2 separate regions of the Mus musculus genome follow, and region 2 is linked to region 1. Evidence: chromatin contacts called from public Micro-C data. All regions are on one chromosome and are shown on one strand. The core of a region is the stretch at or near the end of the contact, and the rest is flanking DNA. Distances in the headings are between cores, read along the strand shown.

Evidence for each region. A called contact is a pair of places that touch in the nucleus more often than the background predicts.
Region 2: a contact with region 1 is called in a Micro-C map of muscle stem cells, with 5 times the contacts expected there. The contact joins two enhancer-like sites. A contact is called at or near these places in 5 of 39 promoter capture datasets (the 3T3-L1 cell line, embryonic stem cells, hippocampal neurons and 2 more), 1 of 15 datasets of contacts at CTCF or cohesin (embryonic stem cells), 34 of 484 Hi-C or Micro-C datasets (Sertoli cells, cardiomyocytes, cerebral cortex and 11 more), 2 of 115 datasets of contacts at active chromatin or transcription factors (embryonic stem cells and epiblast stem cells) and 2 of 9 other capture datasets (adipose tissue and embryonic stem cells).

What each region holds. Positions count from the first base shown.
Region 1 is chr1:90,048,989-90,055,117 of GRCm38.p6, reverse strand. Iqca (IQ motif containing with AAA domain) reads left to right here. Exons shown (of 19, transcript NM_001368722.1): 16 at 2,644-2,730. Among named protein-coding and RNA genes, the nearest start is that of Asb18, 37 kb to the right of the region's middle. Within about 2 kb of position 3,652, at least 72 of the 459 cell types and tissues checked have an H3K27ac peak or open chromatin away from gene starts, as enhancers often do. A contact at or near this core is called in muscle stem cells and myocytes, where this site is marked.
Region 2 is chr1:90,159,990-90,166,256 of GRCm38.p6, reverse strand. No RefSeq gene overlaps it. Among named protein-coding and RNA genes, the nearest start is that of 4930434B07Rik, 9.6 kb to the right of the region's middle. Within about 2 kb of position 1,841, at least 40 of the 459 cell types and tissues checked have an H3K27ac peak or open chromatin away from gene starts, as enhancers often do. A contact at or near this core is called in muscle stem cells and myocytes, where this site is marked.

The DNA.
Region 1 (6,129 bases), core at 2,403-4,902:
GTTGGCGCCCAAACATGACATATTCCACACTGCAGGTCTGGAGGAGGATGGCTGGCTCCAGCCGCTCTCTCTGCAGTGTGTGTGCTGCCTCCCCTAGAGACCCATAGAATACTGAAGGTGGAGAGTCATCTAAGCTGCTCTGACATCTCTGGGTGCTGATTTCATTAAATAAAAGATATAGATGAGGGAGAGAGAAGCAGAGAGGGTGTCCCTTCATCCTGTGGCATGTATCTGCCCCAAGGGTGGCAGCTGCAAGGCAAGTGGCTGGTTTGTGATGGTCACTCCTCAGATTGAGTGGGTTGAGACTTTTTTCCAGCCCCCCACCAGGCAGCCTCACCTCCACTAGCAGCCGTGCGAAGATACATCAGAGTTCCAGAGGATGGCAGTGGCGGGCGTGGGATTTGGAAAGAAGGGTGAGGCATGAGAAGGGCCAGGCCAGACACGGCTGTTTTAATCTGTTACTAGCACAATCTGAAGGGCTGTGTGTGCATGGGTGTGTGTGGCATGTGTATGTGTGTGCATGTGCATGTTCCTGTGCCTATGCCTATGCATGTGCACACATGTGTGTACGTGCACAAGTGCATGTGCATGTATGTGTGTGCATGTATGAACTTATGCCTGTACCTGTGCATGTGTATGTGTGTGTGTGTGTGTATCTGTGTCTGTGTCTGTGTGTCTCTGTGTGTGAATGTAATTACCTGTGCATGTGTGTGGAGCCAGAGGTCAGTATTATTTGTCTTCCTCAATCATTCACCACCTTACTTTTTCAAGACAAGTTCTCTCACTGGAACCGGATCTGCCTGCTTTGGCTGGCAGCAAGCCCTAGGGATCCTTCCGTGTCTAGCTCCCAGCACTGGGACACATATACCACTCATTGTACTGGCTTCTTACCTAGGGCTGGGGATCCACGCTCAGGTCCTCATGCTTGCGTAGCACGCCTTTGTTAACCGAGCCATCTCCCCCAGCTCCTTGACTGAACTTTTTGTTCTCTTTTTCTCTGGCAATCAAAATCTGGGAAAGGGAAAAAAATGTCTCTTCGAATTCTAGTGCCAAAAATATACCACAGGAGGCTAAGCCAAAACAAAGCACCCCTCATGAAGGTTGCCCCAAATTCAGAGGTCACAGTGGTTTGGGGTAGGGCTCAGTAGAAGAACCATGAAGAAAGAGAGCTAGGCTCGTAGCAGCAGAGAGTGTTTGGGTCCTCATCCTCCGTGCATTCACCTCCAGAGCCCTGGTCCTCCCCTGAGACAGAGATTCGGGAACTGTCCAGTTCTGTGTAGAACAGACAGGGAACCACAACAAGCAGCTCGCCCCTGCTTCCCACACCGTGGTGGCCTCCGTCCTGCCTCTGCCATTTTGGAGCTGTGTAGCTCAGATCACTTCTGGCCCTCAGTGACCCCCGTCTATAAATGGGGGAGGGGGTTAATGGGGCACACTCTGTGGGACTGAGTTGAGGAGATCACAGGCATCTGAAACCCAGAGAGGCCCCTACGAGGGGTGGCTGCATCACATGCACGCTGGCTCTGGCATGTACAGTGCCTGTGCCCTGTGCCTGGCACAAAGTGGCCCCACTGCTCCTTGCTGGACCACCCTCAGTTACAGCCCACACCATCTGAGGCCTGGGGTTTAAGAATAAGACTTGAATTCTCAAACTCTATGACCCAAGGTCTAAAAGCCTAATATAATAGTTCCCCAACTGTGTGGGCTCCTAAAGTTTGCTGAGTGTCCTCATGTGTTGGGGAAAATGGATGCATGTGATGTAGGTGTTGGATTGCGTTCAGTCAACATTACTTTGTTTCTGAAGACACATAATCTGTTTTCTCACTTGGCACATAATGCCAGGGAAACAGACTTGGCCATCCGCCCCTGGTGACTTTTCTGCCAGTCAGTGCGTAAATAATGTTGTCTCAACAATGTTTCAAGAAATGTATAAATAAGAGTTCCTAACACTGGCTAGATGCTGCAGCTGCTATTACCTGCCACAGTTGCACACAAAGCGCAAATTGTTGCAAAAAATACCTCAACTCCACTACTAGGCGGGTGCTTTGAAGAGATTGTTAGGCCTGTGGCAATTTATTCACATGCCTTGGTTAAGTCCAGTCCTAACTCTGGCATGAATCCCTGCTCACTCTAGAAAGGCCCAGAGCCACTGTCCTGCAGGGGAGCCGCAGTCACAAAGGCACAAGTGAACAGAGACGCACAAATAACATCACGGGAGCCTGTGATGAAACCGTCTTCTCATAGCAAGCAAACTTGAATGAACCTGGGAATGTGAGTAGCCTGTGTTTAGAGCACATGGTCCTGTTCCCATTCATTTTCAGCCGAGAACCAGTGACTTATGACAAACCAAACCAGGCAGGGGCTCTGGGCTCTGATACAGGAATATGTCCACTAAGACGGGCCTGCAGTGGTGGAGGCCTGTCCCACCCTATGGCCCCACCTCCTAGGCAGGTACTGAGATGCAAAACCCATGGATGCTAGCCTCCATGAGGCAGGTGAACAAGCTCACTTCTGGGTGACATCAAGGGTCTGCCTTCCTCAAGGTGTGCCAGGGATGTCCCCCAGTCAGGCTTCAGGGAAAGAGGACAAGTGTCCCTCAGGAAGAAACACATTCACCCCTAGGCTGGCTCTTGTCCTCCACAGGTGGCTCGCCAGCTTCAGCCTTCCGTGGTGTGGATCCAAGACACAGAAAAAACCTTCTACAAAAAAGTCCCGCAGGCAGAGAAACGGGTGAGTCTTCCCTGGCACCCAGTCTTCATTCTCTGATGTTTCCCCTCACAGGGGGACAGCTCCACGTTTCAAGAATGTCTTAGATTTCCAAGGAGACTCTGGGGGCTTTAAGTCCTTCCACAGAAGGCTCTCTCTGCCATAAGTGCCTGTCAGGGTTTGAAAGAAGCCAGCGCCTCGGTTTTTATGAGGCATAATTTGGGAGGAAAAAAAAAAATAAAGCGAAGGAGGGAAGTTTTTCAGTCCAAACATGATTCAGAAGAAACAATTCAGAGAACTTTGCTCAGTTACAACCAGAGGCACACACAGTTATTATTACCATTTCCTATTGTTCATAATAATAAATAGCAAAGGGCTCGAAATTCTCGAACAAAGGCCATCAACAGCACAGCTAAGTGCCCTGCATCCAGGGCCTCTGGGGAGCTCCGTCTCAATTGCTTCCTTCCTTCTTTTCTCTCCTTTCAATGCCCCCCTCCCCCACACTTCCCCCCACAAATCACCAGAAAATTTCCCACAAGTTAAAAAGAAAAAAAAAAAAAAAAGATACACGGGCTTGTTATTCCACACCAATTTGTACCAAAGCAAATAGTGGTTAGCTGTGAATTTCTGATTAAATCTGTAAGGATTTTAATCACTTATGTATTATACATCACTTTCAGCAGGTAGAGGTGATTTGGGTAAAGCCCAAAAGCTCAATCTTTGCTTCTCCAAATGAGCCCTGATTGCCCTGTCATTTTAAAACCTCTTAGGAAGACTCATTTGTTACATATTTGTTACATCTGGGAAGCCAGTGGTTAGCGCCCTCTGCTGACCATGTTGAGACATTGAGGGAGGAAAGAAAAAGAAGTCCCAGTCTGACTTAGCCAGGGTTCGCATACATGGTGTCATCATAATGTGGATTGCTCATAGACGTAGTGATTCACTCTCCTACGGGACTCCAGCCTGGGAATGTGAAACTCAGGAGGCCATTCTCCTTAGCTGGCTGTGTGTCTGCCGTCAAGTAACTTGATCTCTCTTAGTCTCTACTTAGTCACCAGCCCAAAGAACCTCTGAGTTCAGGAAATTTGTCTGGCTTCCTTTCCCAAGAGCCCTTAGCTTTATAGCAACCCAAGTCCGCAAAAAAGAAAAAGAAAAAAAAAATCTGAGGGGTGTGATTAATGAAAGATCCAGAGGCGAATGGGCAGGAAGATTGAGACAGCTCACATAGGGAAGGCAGGAAGCTGGCAGAGATGGAGATGTCTGTGGTACAGATGAACCACCTCTCTAGGCCCCACACCCACCCTCCGTCTTGCCTCCATGACCCCACAACTGCCATCCATGGCTGGGTCTGTTCTGTAGGATATGGAAGGTTCTAGAGGCACAGCCCCACTGTGGACAAATTAAATGTTTGTTCTGTTCACACCAGCTAGAAGATCCTTGGCCGTCAGGGGGATCCCCTGCTTTTGAAGACCACAAATCACACACGCGGAAGAGCCTTAATGCAGAGACATTTCCTTCTGCTTCATGTCCAGCCATCAGTCCTTCCCTGTCTCCCATAGCACCCCTGGGACCATGCTAGATTTCTCCCCGGTCCTGCCTTTGAAGACCTCTTGTCTTAGGAGCCAAAGATGAAAAGCTCTGGAATTCCTCCTCCTCTTCCTGTCCCTCTTCCTCCTCCTCCTCCTTTTTCTCTTTCTCCTGCTGCTCACTCATGTTCCTCCATCTCAGAATTTTCAGAAAAGCCCAGTCTTGTGGGGAGGGGATAAGGGGTCCAACCATCCTGCTTTGAAGAGCCCAGCTCTGCCCCGGCAGACCCTTGCTGGTGCCTGCCTCCTGATGTTACTGTAAGCAAACGGTCAGTCACGTCAGAGACGAAGGTACAGACTGAGACAAGGGCGCCTGCTCCTGCATTTACTGCCCCATTACCCTTTGTTACTTCATCTGGCCCCAGCCTTCCCTGCTGCCACAATAGGTCTCCACCGGGGAACTGCTTGCTTTGTTGGCGCTGGCTGCGATGCTCATTTTGTGGAGCTAACTGCAGAAAAGCAAATTGAAATTGCTGTGTGGATGCTAGCCACTAATTTGAAATTGCACACGGTAATACAGTCGTGAGAGACTGGCAGGCCAGCCGTGGGGGGTGGCGGATGTGGAGGTAGCCAGCTAATCAGGAGCTGTTTCCCGGCATGATTGATGAGCGGGCCGTGCTGAATGAACAGCTCTGAAATGGAACCGAACTGGCCTGAGCACGGGGGAGCTGTGGACTGGATGAACACACCCCTGCTCTCCCCACTCAAGAGAATGCACACGTCGTCAGGGTGACGGTGTCACTGTGGAGGCCATTCAGGATCAACATTTGTCATCCAAATAGGCTACTTAATTTCAGATCTCCCTACCATTTCAGGACAAGCAAGTAGCAATATCTCGCCTCAGAAAGGGGAAGGTGGGCGCCGCCATCACCATAGCAACTGGGCTACTAAAGGTGAAAGGGCTCAGCCATGCAGGTGTGTCCCTGTTTCCAGCCTTCCAGAACCCTCCGGCCAATCATTTCTCCACCAGTCTTTGGGGAGCTCACACGTGCACCCCTCACATCCTACCCACCCCTGTAAGACTTGTTTGTTCTACTTCGCTCCTTAAAGGCCTTGTCTACCCTCTCCATCTCCTCTCAACCCGGCACCATTCTGTCTCCACTCCATAGAAAATGCTTTTGAAATGCACCACGGCACAGAAGTAGCACAAGAGCCCTCTGAAAACTATAAAACCATTGAGAGACCTAGACAGACCGGAAGACATTCGGTACCGTGGGTTGAAGATTGAATGTTGCTAAGATGGAGCCAGTTAGGTTGCTAGCTGTGATAAAACACTGACCAAAGCCAACTTAATGAAGGAAAAGGTTTATTACATTAAGGGAAGCCAGGGCAGGAGCTCAAGCAGGACCCAGGGTCAGGAACTGAAGCAGAGACCATGGAGGAACGCTACTCTCTGGTATGGTCCTCACTGCTTTCTCAATCCTGCTTTCTTAACTCAGATCACCTGCCCAGGGGTGGCACCGCCCACAGGCATCTAGGACCTCTCACATCAATCATTCATCAAAAAGATGCCTCACAGATGTGTTCACAGGCCAATCTGATGGAGGCAGTTTCTCTTCTGAGGTCCCCTCTTCCCAGATGGCCCTAGCTTGTGTTGACAAGCTAACCATCACAGACAGCATCTCCCCAAGAGCCACCTAGCAGTGTAGTGCAACCCTCGAGAGCATGGCGGTTGACTCGTTCACACACATGTAAAGCTAATTTGGGTGGAAATTCAAGAAACCCAGACAAAATAATGAAGCCCCCAATTTCTAACAAGCTAAATTCTACATCTTCCCAAAGGAGACACCAACTGACCACTAAGTTCACAAGATGCAGAATACCCTTAGTCACTAGT
Region 2 (6,267 bases), core at 592-3,091, 110 kb before region 1:
CATGAGGAGCCCATAGATGACCCTATCAATCACCAAAGCGTGCTCACAAAGAGATCCAGAGCTCAGGGAAGGAACATGGCCTGGATGGCGCTCAAGTTCAGCCCCAAGAGGCCATAGCAGAGAGTGTGTACAGACCCAACCAGACTCTTGTTCTGGAATCTTTGAGGTCATCACAGTCTCTCTGAGAGCCAGAAGGTGTGAATGACTAAACACTGCATAGGAATGTGGAGATGGTAATGTATATAATAACATATGATATATGATTTTCATGTGTGATATGTGATATATAATGCATATTGTATATACATACATATGTATGTATATATACATATATATACTGTGTGTATAACTGTATATATAGCTATATATACAGTAGATGGTCCTATACACCTGTCCTCCTGTCTTCTGGTCTAAAAGTTCCCTCACTTCCCCCTTGTTCATTTCAAGGAACAGGAGTGATAGTCTCGGTTCCCAAAGGAAGCCTCAGGCACACCGGTGCCTAGACTAATTTGCAGCTCCAGACTGGAAGGTGAATTGGTGGTGAGTAAGAATAAAAAGGGGAGGAAAGGTTTAAAACTTAACGTGAATTAAGGGCTGAGCAAGTGGGTCAATGGCTAAAGTGCTGAACGCATGGAGACCTTAGTTCAAATTTCAGAAAATCTAGGCATGGTGTTGTGTGCACCCCAAGGCTAGCAAGGCAGAAAGAGAAGAATCCCTGGACTATGCTGGCCAGCCTGCCTAGCTATAATGGTGAGTTATGGAATCAGCAAAAGACCTGGCTTCAGAATACAAGGTGGAGGACAGGCAAGATGGCTGAGCTGCTGAAAGGTGCTTGTGGCCAACTCTGATAACCAAAGTTCAACCCAGGGAACCCACAGAGTCGACCCCTGCTAGTTGTCCTCTGACCTCCACGTGCACATTGAGGCATGAGTGTGCCCACAGACATACTCACATGCAGAGACACACATAAACACGCACAAACAAATAAGCAATGTAAGTGTACTTGGTTTTGAGTGCCCCTGGTTAAGTCCTGACTACAGTGCAGTGTTTCGTGACCCAGTCCCTTTGTACAACAACTGCCTGAACTCCATCAGCTACAGGCATGGAAAAGCCATCAGAGCTTCAGGTGGGAAGGGCCTGCCTTAATCATTAAGCAGCCCCTGCTGCCATGCTGTTGATATCATTGCACCTAGACATGGCCAAGACATGACGAGAACAGAAGCTAAAATGCAGTTCAGAGGCAGCGAGCATCAGTCAGGAATTTTGTGCAAAGATACAGCCCATCGATGAGAAAGAACCTAAACGACTAAGGGAATTACTAATCAAAAGATTAATAGTCAATACTAAATACTAATAACTCTGCCCCATTCCTCAGAGGCTATTGAACTCTATCCTCTATCACAGAAATCATAGAATGAATCGAATCTCTGACCCTGTTATTTTGGGGAGAGTGGGGGTGGGGTGGGGTGGGGTGGGGTGGGTACTAGAGTACAGAGCTTGAAAGCAGAGTAAAGCAGTTGAGAAGAGCCTTGGCTTCTGACTTCCTGGCTTCTGGGAGACAAGATGGCCAGGTGTCTCTGGCTTTCCCCTCCCCCTACTGTTTCTCCCAGCTCCATCCTGCTTGCTCACTCTCCGCAGAGTTAGTCACCATGCTGCAGCCAGCCTGTGGCAAGTCCCTCACCCCGACCATGGACTGGAACAAAGGGAGCCTCTTCCAGCCAGTGCCAACAAAGAACTCTAGATTCTTCAAGCCAACAGCTGAGGGGACAGGATCCCCACCCTGCTGACAGCTCTGTGAATCAGCCTGAAGGGTGCCCCCACCCCCAAGTCAGGCGGTTGGATGATGCCTTTGTGCCAACCCCTCCACTCCTCAGCCTGTGAGCAATCTTCAGGCAGGGATACCTGAGCTGTGCCCATTCCTGACCACAGAACTCAGGGTCGGTATGTGTAACGTGCTGTTTAAGTTACACTGAAACAGGGGTACTCATCTGTTATGCCACAGCGGATGGCTAAAGCAAGAAATAAATAAGAAAATGAATCAGCCAAAGGCAGCCTCCAAAATTACTGAACAGAACAAAGACAAAGAGAAAAGCCAAGCACTGGCTATCTGGCAGGCACAGTAAAGATGGTGGAGGGGATGTGGTGACTGCAGACACTACAGGTACTAATGAGATAACATGGAGTTATTAACACCCCGCTGATATTAGAGAGATGGTGTGAAGTCACCAAACCTCTCTGATATTAGAGAGATGGTTTGCAGTCACCACAGAGCCTATAAATACTAAAGCGACAGTGTCATGTATTCCGAGCAACTGAATAAAAGAAATCCCACAACTTACATGAAATGATCGAATTGTTGGATGCAAAACACAGCCTACTGAAACAGGCCGGTAAGAAACAGGAAGCTTGGGCCAAGCTGTGCTATTAGCCATATTGACATTTCTTCATTGAAAACCTGCTGCAAAGAAAATTCCAGACCCAGCTGGTTTCTATCAAACATAAAGACACAGCCTTAACGTAAATTTTCAGAAAATATAAGAAAGGAACGCACGCATCCCAACTTACAAAGCCAACATAACCATGATAACTTTGACAGGACACAGTTGTTAAAATCATAGACCGATCATCCGACATAAGCACACGGGCAAAACCTTTCAAATTCTGAACACAGGCAACGGAGCAGAGAACCCCCAACGGCAACCCAGACTGCTATCTCTTCGTGAACTCAGTTTTACTGAGCTTTTATTCTGTAAGAGTTATTTTTATGTTTTTAATTACACGTATGCCCATGTGTCTGTGTGTGGGTATGTGCATGTCAGGGCGGTGCTGGTGAGGCATGTGATCCCTGGGGATGGGAGCTACGGGCTTTTATGAGCTGTTGTGTGCACTGGCAACTGAACTCGGTCCTTTGCAAGAGCAGCAGTGTGTGTCCTTAACCACTGAACCATCTCTCCAGCTGTTTTCTAAACAGCTGTCTCTCTGAGACAGTCAAGATGACTCCAAAGAGATGTCTTTGGCATGAGAAGGATTCGCTATACAAGAAACCGAGATGTTGAAGCAGGCACATCCCCAGTAGGTTTTCCTTTGGTATTTATACTCCTCCATGGCCCAGGCAAGCTTGAGCCCATAAGATGCTAGGGAAATGCCACAGACGCAGCTCAACCTTCAGGAGACAGGGGCTTGCACCAATCTTGCAATCCTGGTCTGGCTCAAGGCTAGGTCTAGGGAACACTGAACTTGAAGATAAACTGAATCCAGCCTAGGAAGCCGCGGAGGCTGGGGAGGGGGTGGTAGCGGGAAGCAACAGTCAGTCTTCCAGCCTCCTGTCTAAAACTAAGATGTTTCTACAAATCCTGATGGTGTAATAGGGTAGACAAAAAACCAAGTAGCTGATTTCCCTCCTCTTCAGCTGTGCCTTGCTTATGTTGTTGGGCTGTTGGTAATCCTTGTCTCCCCTGTCTCGTGGGTGACTAAACATGTCACTTTTGTTTTATGCACAGGCCAGCTGTTGTTTGCAATTAGCTCCATGCCGTGGGTACGAAGGCCATTGTCTTATTAGAAGCCTTGTGAAAAATGATATCGCAAGAGACGGGACATGAAACCCCAAAACAAACCGGCAGAAACTGGATGGACACGTGTTATTTACTCGGAAGTATTTATCGGGAGTGAAATATGGGAGACCGTCATGGATGGGAGGGGGGGTTGGATTTCTCAATGGCTTGGGGAAGTTGTGTTCCTTTTCCAAGAGAGCAGGTGTTCAAACAATGAGAAGTGACCTCTGCTGGGGTTAGGAAGGCCGCCTTGGTGAGTGGGAAGAAACAGGACGATAATAAAAACAACATCCTGCGCTGCACTGTGGAGAACCTTGCCACTCTGTTCTCACGCGGGCCAGCTTTATTTATAGATAACAGAGGTGGCTTAGAAGTCATACATACACACACACACACACACACACACACACACACACGCACACGCACACGCACACGCACACACACACATACACACGCACACACATACACACACACACACGCACACACACACACATACACACACATACACACACACACACACACAGGCACACGCACACATACACACACACACACGCATGCATACATATACTCTCTCACACACATACTTACAGGCACACACACATGCACACACTCATGGGCACACATTCACAGGCATACACAAACATACACCTACAAGCACACACATTTCCCAGGGGAAGTGAACTTTACCTGACATGATCGGCTCTGCTGTCTGTGGGAGCCTTTTTTTTTCCTCCCGGAAACTCTGTCCAGAATGTTGTGTTCAGTTGCTTGTGTCCCCTTTAGTTCAACAACTTCCTCTCAGTGGAGTTGACCAAATCGGACTCATTTCCAGGATACACGATGCTTGGAGGCACAATTGTGACAACTGGAGAGAAGCCAAGATTGGCAGCCCAAACCATGCAGCCTGGGAATGACCTGGCCTGGCAGGGTTTCAAGGACAGCTGCTCCCAGGGACACCTGTGCAAAGTTCTCATCTGAAGACCTGTGTGGAGCTGACACTGGATCCTGGCATCTGCACTAAGTCCTTCGGGGCTAAAGAGATGGTTTCGAGGTTAAAGTGCTTGCTGTCCAAGTTTAAGCCTTAAGGACAGACGCAAATCCCAGAAGGTCATGGCAGGCCACCTAGAATTCCAGTGCTCAGATGGGGATGTGATGTTTGCTGGTCAGTTTTTGTCAACTTGACACAAACCTTGATACATCTAAGAGGAGGGAATCTCTACTGAATATCTGCTTCTATCAGATCGCCCTGTGGGTATATCTGTGTGGCATTTCACTGGTCGCTAATTGATGCAGGAGATGTGGGTGTAGCCACCCATGAGCAGACAGCCCTGGGTAGCATAAGAAAGCTGATCCAGTAAGCAGCATTCTTCTGGGTTCCTGCTTCAGTTCTTGCCTTGAGTTCCTGCCTTGGTTTCCCTCAATGATAGCCAAATTGCTTGATTTTGGTCCCCAAGTTGCTTTTGGTTCTGATGACTTTACAACAACAGAAACCAGGGCCTGTGAGTCTATGAAGCAAACTGGTTAGTTAGACTGTATAGATGAGCAACTCGGGGTTCAACTAAGATATCTGCTTCCACAAATAAGGTAGAGGGAGAGTCACTGAGGAAGACTTCAGACATCAACCTCAGGCCTCCACGTGCACGGCCACATATGTATACACTCGTGCATATGTGCCCCCCTACACACACACACACACACACACACACACACACACACACACACACAGTTGGTTCTAAGGAGAACCTTAGACGCCACATAGCTTTTAGGCTTACCTAACTCCCAGCCGAAGGCAGGTTCAAATTTGCATTCAGTGCCTTCCTGTGAGTGAGTATCTGTTTAATCCCCACAACTGCCTGAGGAGAGTCAGAAGTCCCCCTGTCACAAACTGTAACTCCCTGGGTACCTTGTGGGCTAATGGGAAGAGGTTGTCTGTGGTTGTCTCTCTTGTAATCTTGGTGAGGGTCCCATCAGCACATGCCTTAACAAATCCACATTAGTAAAACATGGCTGTTACTCTGGTCCAGATACAAATTACAAATGTCACAAACCCATCTTGCATCCACTTCTTCTGTATGGACTTGACGTCTACTACAAAAGTGGCCCACGACAGCAGACAGCTCTGCAGCTGTCATCTTGAAACGCTCCTCTCTGAAGAATGACATTTCCAACTCCGGAGCACAGAAGTGTTTCTTACATCTCGGTTTGGAGGAGCAGGGCCTTCCAATTCCGAGTGAACTTCAGGTACCTCAGCTTTCATCTAGCCTGGTGCTCGTCTCTTTCTGCAGCCTACCTGAGCAGCGAGCTGGACAGAATCAAAGTCAACCGGAAACTCCCCGCTTTCTTCTCGCAGGGCCTTGAAGTGCCCATCAAACGCTGACTGGATCCGGAAGTACTGTTCGACTCCCGCGCTCCAGACTCCCGCACAGCCTGAGGAAACTCAGCTCCACGGACTCTACTCCTCCTGCATAGGTTCAGCGAGGGAAGGGAGGAACTTTGCAGACTCAGAGGAGTCTGGGAGAGTTTGTCCCTGAAAGTGTTCCCCTGCCCGGATGACTCCTGAATTGCAAGGATGGACCAGCTGGTGGCGCTGTTTTCAGAGGCTGTGGTGGGAAACTTAGCAGCCACTGGAAGCAGGTAACTGATTATGGGTCCTTGGGGGACTGGACTTTTCTCTACTTCCAGGACTCCGTGAGCAAGCAGCCCTGCTTCACTCAAT